2 separate regions of the Muntiacus reevesi genome follow, and region 2 is linked to region 1. A link is a contact called in public Hi-C data. All regions are on one chromosome and are shown on one strand. The core of a region is the stretch at or near the end of the contact, and the rest is flanking DNA. Distances in the headings are between cores, read along the strand shown. Region 1 holds the start of EIF4A2 (eukaryotic translation initiation factor 4A2). Region 2 holds the start of TRA2B (transformer 2 beta homolog).

Region 1 (4,230 bases), core at 173-2,672:
TGTTCCATTTGGAACATGAATTATGCCCAAACAATAAAAGTGATCAGCAATGAGTATTCTCTTCATTTCAGGTCAGTCCCGAAAGATGATTGCCATCATTTCACTTTAAGGAATACAAATAAGCGCTAGTTCCCCAAAAGGTAATTTTCCCATATTAGAGGGGAAAAAGATCCAGGTCTATGTTTAACAGTTAACTCATTTTTAAGAAGTGTCAGCGAGTTCTTTTACCTTTAATACATGGAATAATAGCTCTCTGCTGAATGGCTGATGGCTTCTCAAAACCATAAGCATAGATGCCCCGAAGAAGAGACTCCTTTAAGTTCATATCATCAAAGTTATCAACAATCTCATTCCAGTTGCTCTGAAAGTTTAAAAAAAAAAACAAAGGAATAAATGGGATGAACCAACCCACCTTTCCAACGTTCCAAATTCCACATCTATTTCTTACCTCGATGACACCATCGGGGTCCATTCCCTCTGGGCCGCCATGTTCTCTGCTGACAAAAATACTGTAGTTAGAGAACATCCCTTCCTCACAACCCCAAAACTGCACATTCAGGGGGATAAAAGCCCTTTCATAACCGATCTCACCCGGTCGCCCTCCCAGGCACGTGTCAACTTTCTAAACGATTAAAGGAAGGTGGTGCCGCAGAGCACACGACATACTGCGCGCCACTCAAAGGTTAGGAACCAGGGACGCCCGGAAACCCTACGGACGCAGGCCCTTCCCCCCAGGCCCTTCCCCCCAGGCCCGAGCGCCGGGCGCTCCCCTCTCGGCCACGGACCATCTCGCGAGAGCTCCACGCGCCGAGCTCCGCCCCTAACACTGCGCAAGCCGGGGTGATTGACGCGGGCCGAGGCCCGGCAAGGCCTTGCCAACGGTTCGCCGGGAACGTGTGGCCGGCCCGGCCCGGCCTCTAGCCGCCGCCGTCCTGCCCTTACCCGAACCTATCGTCTAGCGCTCCCAAACCGCGCGGTTGTCCGCGAATAAAGCTTCGGGCCCCAATTACACTGTACTGACTGCGGACTGCGCCACGGCTTCCACTAAACCCCGGGCTCCGCAAAGACAGGGGAAACTGCCGCGATTTCAAGGCGTATTTGGGGGAAAACACACTCTTTTACCACCCCGTTTTCACACTCTTACCCCACAACCTAGGCCCTACCCACCATGGAAGCTTCTCGAAGGACAGTGGGGTACTATACCCCAAGGCAATGCCTAAAACCCAGGATTTCCTTCCTCCTGACCACCTAGTATAACCTCCACCGCGTCTTAGGACCTATAGCACAGAGCACCACCGATGAAGCGCCATACCTGTTATAATCCGCGGAGCCACCAGACATGATCCGTAGAACCACTCAGTGCCGGACTGAAAAGACAGCCCGGCCGCGCCACCCGTTTTTTATAGGCTCGCGGCCGGAACCCGTTTTCTGCGGAGGAATTTTTCCTTAGCGCTTTGGACAGCCAGAAAATTGTGACCCTAAAGTGCTTATCTCAGAAAATATTTTAAGCAAATCGGTGTTAAAGCCAAAATTAGGTTATTTGCCGATATTACAGGGCTGCTGAGAATCCCAGGACCCTGGGGAAGGTTGGAACTCTTTGCTCTGTAGCGGAAGAATATTGCAGCAAGCGGTGGGCCGACCGCGCTCCCGGCCCGCCCTATTCCTACGGGGTTTCCGCATCCCCGAAGCAGAGGCAGCTGGGGCGCTGGACAGGACCGAGGGGCGGAAATCTGGGGTGCCTGGGGCTCTGGACTCCCCCGGCTTCCCCGCCGGTTAGTGGGACCAAGTTCGCCAAATCCCGCGGCGCTCCGTGCCGGAGAGGCAGGCAAGTCTATACGCTGCACTGGAGGGGACTCGGGTTGTTCCGCCTGTTCCCACCGCTACCTAACTTGAAGATGAAGAGCCTCCTGGCCTTTCGCCGGAGCATTTAACAGGCTGCAGACCTTGACTTTGTGAAATTACTGCTTCGGAAAATGTCGGCCACCCAACATGTCCTGGAAGGCCCCGTTTAGCGTGTATTGTGCAGGGCGAAAAGAAATAGTGTGCTCTGCACATATCTCTGGGGTAGCCACCTCCATTCTTGTCATGTTGCCTCTGGTCTTTTCTCATTCTCTCTTTAATACAATGCTTATAATACTTTAACAGGCGTGAGAAATGACAGATAAAATCATTGTAAACTTTTGCAAATATAGGGGTAATATTCCTTGAAACTCAAGAATTTAAATGGATACTTCCGTGGCAGGTACTTCCATGCGGCTTTGGAATTACAAAGCTTTTGGTTCTGGTCTTTTTTTTTTTTTCCCACTCTAAAGGTTTTTTGAATTGTAACTGCTTGTATATAATGAATGTTGATTTATTGAAACTGAGCAATATAATCCTTGCTGCTTAAATAAACTCCATGATTCGTAAAGCTCCAGAGGTTTTCCAACTGTAGCCCTAACCCAGAGTCGTTAATAAAAACAAAGAGAATAGTATATTGAGTCATCTAACTTTAAAATACAGTCCCACTCGTACCGCGATAGCATGAATACGCAAGAAAATATTTTCTCATTAATTCAGAAGGCCAGCCTAAAGTATGATAACTAGAAAAAATGACTCAACTTTCTATATTTGTGTATTATATTCAACTTGGTTGGTTCTAAATACCATTTTTTTCTTAAAACAATTATTTTTTAGAAAATTATCATGCTGGAAATTGTGACAAAAACTTATACCCAGATGACAAAGTGTACTTGGCCCTCCGTCCAGGGATTTCGCTCCCAGTTCATCCCTTTGTAATGCTCAAATCCAGATTTGAAATAATGCCAGGCGTTTTCTGAGAATGGAGGTCAGAGGTCCTTGTTGGCTCATCCAAAACCTACTAAAAATCTCCTGGGATCCAGGAAACTGAAGAAAATACTTAATTAGAAATATGGCCAACAGTTAAGTCTCACTTGAGTCAGTCAACCATGGGGTAAATCAATCAACAATTAACACCTAATTGTTGAGTGATTTCCTTAGGTTTAGCACTACTGTGCTGTGGAGGATTGCCAGAGTATCTTAACAGGAAATAATCAAAGACTAAAACTCTAGTTTTAGGTCACAGTTGCTCAAGGGGTTTCAAGGTAAGAAAGCTCCTTAATCTAAAATTCAGCAAAAATCCAGACCCACACACCCTGCAAGTCTAAAATGTATTTCAAATAAATGCTGTGTTTACTACATTTTCAAGTGCTTACTCAAGAACATTAATAAGTAAAAAATGAGATAAAGACCCAAACAAAACAGACACTTGAACAAAGTTTTGCATATCAACACAGAGCATACTGTTAAACTTTTTTACTTACCCGAGATCTAAAGTTAGATGGCCGTCTTTAAGTTAACTACAAACTGCTTCTTTGCTAAGTTGGAACATAGGAGGCTATTTATACTGCAAATATACTAAAACTGGACTTCTATCCCTTTGTGAGCCACAATTGTAAATCCATCTAGCAATTTTAAGTCAATGTTCAGCAGAGGAATCAAGGAATTAGTATGAATTTGTCAGTATGACATGAAAAAACAGTAACAAAACATTAAACGAGTATGCTTTATGTTGGGTGATGTCACCGTACAGAAAGGACCAAGTATTCTCATGATTCAACAACAACTACATTGTTGCCTTCTTGCCAATCTAACATTAGTTTAAGGCCTCAGTTGCTTTTTAAGTAACAGCTATGCATTTAAAGGAAGTCTTGGTAAGCTATTGATACACAGAAGTTTGTTAAGGTGTGTTTGGATCTTTTGGGCTTGTCTGGCTCAGGTGGTAAAGCATCTGCCTACAACTCAGGGGAGTTGGGTTTGATCCCTGGGTCAGTAGGATCCCTTGGAGAAGGGAATGGCTACCCACTCCGTTATTCTTGCCTGGAGAAGTCCCTGGACAGAGGAGCCTGGCAGGCTATCCAAGGGGTCACAAAGAATCAGGCATAACTGGATAACTTTAACTTTGGATCTTTAATTCATTTATTACTTATTAATGTGTATTATTTAGTAAACACACAAGATAATACATCCATCTATAATTTAAGTGTTTAGAAAGAATTGCCTTGAGCTGGACAGGAACAGTGCGTCTTTATTATTTGGTTACTGGAGGAAATTAAGAGGCTAGATTCTGCTTGAATGGTGACAATGTCCACTGAAGCAGTTTGGACAGTGGCATTCACTGCCGCATTCTTCACAATAACTTTTTTTTCCTTTGCTGCTCGGCTTGTGGGA
Region 2 (4,069 bases), core at 1,003-3,502, 770 kb after region 1:
CTAAAGTGTCTAAGATAATTTGCACTTCATCAGATAAGTGAGTTGATGAAACCCTGACAAATAGTGGCAAGAGGAATGGAGAAAAAAAAGATAAATTTAAAAAATATACGAGAAGTAGAATTAATGAGAAGTGTTAACTAAATAAATGAGGGAAAGAGAGAAGAAAGTTTTAGCAGAGATGTTTCTAGGGCATATTATTAAAATGCTTATGCTAATTTTTATAAGTCTCTGAAATATCCAGGTAAACAGTCCAGTAAGCACCTAGAATTTAAACATGGAACTGAAGGAGGGTGAGTGTTGAAGTAAATATAGATTTGGAAATCATAATCATATAGGTCCCTGACTTAAGCTATGAAAGCAATGAAGTTGACTCTGAAGAGCATGTAAAAAGAGAGGACAATTGCTACCTTGAGTCATCACCAAATCTCTGGATCTCAGGTACCTTAAGTACTGATGCTGTTCCAGATGACTATTTTAAATCAAGCAAGAATCAAATTGCCAATTCTTACAACTCAATAAAAAAAAGTAATAGTGGGCAAATTATCTGAACAGACATTTTCCCAAAGAAGATCTACAAATGGCCAAGAAACACATGAAAAGATGCTCAACGTTATTCTTAGGGATAGGCAAATCAAAACCACAATAGCATACCACTTCACATCCACTAGGGTATCTGTAATTAAATGGCAGTTCCTTAAAAAGTTAAACAGTATTACCTTCATGACCCAGCAATTACATTACTAGGTATATTCCTCAAAGAACTGAAAACATGTTCATACAAAAACTTGTATCAGAATGTTCATATTAGCGTTATTCATAATAGATAAAAGGTGAAAATCACCCAAAAGTCTACCAACTGATGAATGGATAATTAAAATGTGATACATTTATACAATGGAATATTATTCAGCAATAAAAAGGAATGAAATAACTGATGCATGCTACAGCATGGATGAACCTTGAGAACTCTGTTAAAGAAGACAGTCACAAGACTCCATATTACATATGTGATTCCATTTATAGGAAATATTCAGAATATGAAAAACTATAGATAAAGTAGATTTTAAATTTCTTAGAACTAGAATTGGTGGGGGGAAGCTGGAGAGAAGATGAAACGTAACTATTAATGACAGGTTTCTTTTTGGGGAGTGATGAACTGGTTCTAAAACTGTGATGGTTGCACAACTCTGTAAAATATAAAAACGACTTGAATTGTACATTTTAAATAAGAGTATTGCATGGTATGTGAATTATATCGCAAGAAAACTGTTTTAAAAAAATCAAATGGCCCTTTATAGGTATCAGAGTACCACCAGCCGGGTACACACACACACACACACACTTTTTTTTTTTTTAAGGGAAACAGCAGGCACAGAGAGATGTCTGAACTTCCAAAAGCCGGGTACACACACACACACACACACTTTTTTTTTTTTTTAAGGGAAACAGCAGGCACAGAGAGATGTCTGAACTTCCAAAAGCCGGGTACACACACACACACACACACACACACACACACATACTTTTTTTTTTTTTAAGGGAAACAGCAGGCACAGAGATGTCTGAACTTCCAAATCTGAGCTCTTTATCATGCTGTTGGGTGATGGCATAATTAATGTTTACTCCGAGACACCACTACAGTTGTACGTTTAACCAAATCAGTTTGCAAATGTATGTTTAACAATTCTCCCTTACTAGACCACTAACTTCCTCGGGTTAGGGGTCGTGCTTGATTTCAGTGCATCAGGATCTGGTAACGTGATTTGGTACTTGACAGAGGCTCACATGAATGGATTTCAGGTAGGAATGACCCACAACTGAAGCTACAAAAAACCTAAGTAATGCACGGAACCCTATATACGAGTATCTGCCCTCTGCAACCAAATAAAGACACAAAAAATGAATAAAGCGGAAGCAAGAAGGATGGGAGAAAAAGGTGGGTATCTCCTCTCTCCATCCCCCACCTCCCGCGACGGTTTCCCTGGAAAACTAGAGAAGGGAGTCAGGTGTGGAGGGTGACATCCCTAAGCCCCGCGGCGACCACCACAGAAGCTACCCACCGCGCTCCCTTTTCCCGCCTCAAAGAGACTGGAAGGTGGGGTTAGCGCGGCGCAAGGGGTGGGGCTTACGTCACATCCGGCTCGGGACGCGCCACAGCTGGAAAGCGAAGGCCTAACGTCGAGGGGCGGAGCCAAGAAAGCGCGCCCTCTGGGAGGGGGGTGGGGACGGGTTAAAGAGCGCCGCGTCACGTCCGGGAGACTTAGAGCCCAAGCGGAGGCGGCGCGGAGCGTTTCGGCTCTCAGCGGATCGGGAACCGGTGTGTAGTGCGAGGCTGCGGCGGAGCCTCTACACTGAAGGCGCGAGAGGTTGGCAGCTTCGATTGAAGCACATCGAGCGGTGACAGCAGTGGAAGTCATGAGCGACAGCGGCGAGCAGAACTACGGCGAGCGGGTAGGTATCGGTGGTGCAGGGGGCGGCTGTGTGGTCCCAGCTTCTTGCATCTCTTTCCAGGCCCATCGGCCTCGGGCTGGGAGACTGGGGCGATTTTGGCTCCCGAAGTCTGAGACCGGGAGGGGTGCGAGTCAGGTTAAGAAACCCTGGTAGTATTGTCCTTATCCGTGAAAGAGGCCGCCGGCGGGTTTAGGTTGCCCGGTACTCGAAACGGCGGTTTTTTCCGTTATCGGGAGGGAAAGATTAAAAATGGCCGCTGCGTCCCCTCGGTGGTGGGGGAGGGGAGCGGTATCTCGTTTCGCCGTTGCTCTCCTGCGAAGCCTCGCCGCAGCCATCTTGGGCTGGCGGGCTGGGCGCACTGCCAGAGGCACAAAATGGCGGAGGCGCCGCGCAACAATTTTCCAGGCCGCGGTCGGGGAACGTGGGGTGCAAAGAACAGTGTTTTTCAGGGTTTTTGCCCAGCATTTAGGTTAAGACAGGATCATCTTTTGGACCCCGAATAGATGGGAATCTAAGGTGTTCTTGGTTTCTTGAGAGATGGCAAACTAGTCTGACGTAGACTTAAGTTCTGGGCCCGTTAGAGGGGATTGCGCGCGAGCTTTGTGTTCGGCCTAAATGGCGTGATTTTCTTGGATGCCAAAATCGCTCTTAAACCGCAAATAGTTATCGGTAACCAAGTAGACCACGAGGTCGCTGAGGTTTTCTTGCCGATCGAGTAGATCTTTTTTCCACGGGATGGTGAAGGAGAAATTGGCGGGCAACAATTTTTGGCGCCGTTGTTTCCTTTGTTTTGAGCCATACCTATTTTGTGAACCACGAATTGTGTTTGTGCATTTTTTAAAGTTTCCACCCCAAAATGTGGAATTTGGTGAGGACTGGATAAACTGTAGAAATAATGTTCCCGGGCTTAGAAAAAGCATAATATAAAGCTTGGTTGCAGGTCCGTGAGTACTAAGCCGCAGAAATGTCAGTCTTGCCAGAATCTTTTGATCACCGTAAATCTATCGAATATTTTCGCAAACTTAAGAAACAAATTCTAGGTGATTTCGTTAGAGCGTTTTTGAAAGGAAAAATGTGAACTGTTGAAATCTTATTGTGTAACTTTGCGGCCAAATCTGATTAATTTGGTTTGAACCAATCAGTCCTCGCCTTTACCTACCCAGATGAATGTTGGTTTTTTTATCTTAAAGACGGTTAATTTCCAGTCAGCAGTGTGTGTGATTATCGTTTTAAGCTCTTTGGTGAGAAAGCTTGGATCTAGCTCACATGTTGTTAAAACTGTGGGTTATCGTTTCCTCCAGTTGAAAACTGGAAACTAGGTGTCGGTGTTTGGACTGGAAGGCAAGTGATAATTTCAGTTTTCAGCTATTAAAACAATTATTGGGTCCGTTTTGCATTGTTTTGGGAATAAAAAATGGCTGGTTTCAGTGGAGGACCTCTCAGTTAAATAAACCTGAGTAAGTTACGTGTGGAAGTTCGTGAGAGAGGAAACAATTGCAGAGATTGAGTCCTGGTTTGAGACAGCTCAAGAGACATTATCGTCCCACTAATCAAGCGTTTGAATTGGTGTTTTTTTTTCTGTTAGTAGAATATACATCCTAGTTACCTCACAGTCTTG

What was found. A called contact is a pair of places that touch in the nucleus more often than the background predicts.
Region 2: a contact with region 1 is called in a Hi-C map of muscle, with 4 times the contacts expected there. The contact joins the promoter of TRA2B here to the promoter of EIF4A2 in region 1. A contact is called at or near these places in 2 of 3 Hi-C or Micro-C datasets (blood and muscle).

What each region holds. Positions count from the first base shown.
Region 1 is chr8:58,515,653-58,519,882 of mMunRee1.1, forward strand. It overlaps EIF4A2 (eukaryotic translation initiation factor 4A2), which reads right to left and starts at 1,423. Exons shown (of 11, transcript XM_065943607.1): 1 at 1,313-1,423; 2 at 449-494; 3 at 229-361. The coding sequence starts at 1,341. It overlaps LOC136173743 (a long non-coding RNA gene), which reads left to right and starts at 1,589. Exons shown (of 3, transcript XR_010664278.1): 1 at 1,589-1,825. It overlaps LOC136173910 (small nucleolar RNA SNORD2), which reads right to left and starts at 106; the gene lies at 38-106.
Region 2 is chr8:59,281,825-59,285,893 of mMunRee1.1, forward strand. TRA2B (transformer 2 beta homolog) reads left to right here and starts at 2,253. Exons shown (of 9, transcript XM_065943457.1): 1 at 2,253-2,451. The coding sequence starts at 2,416.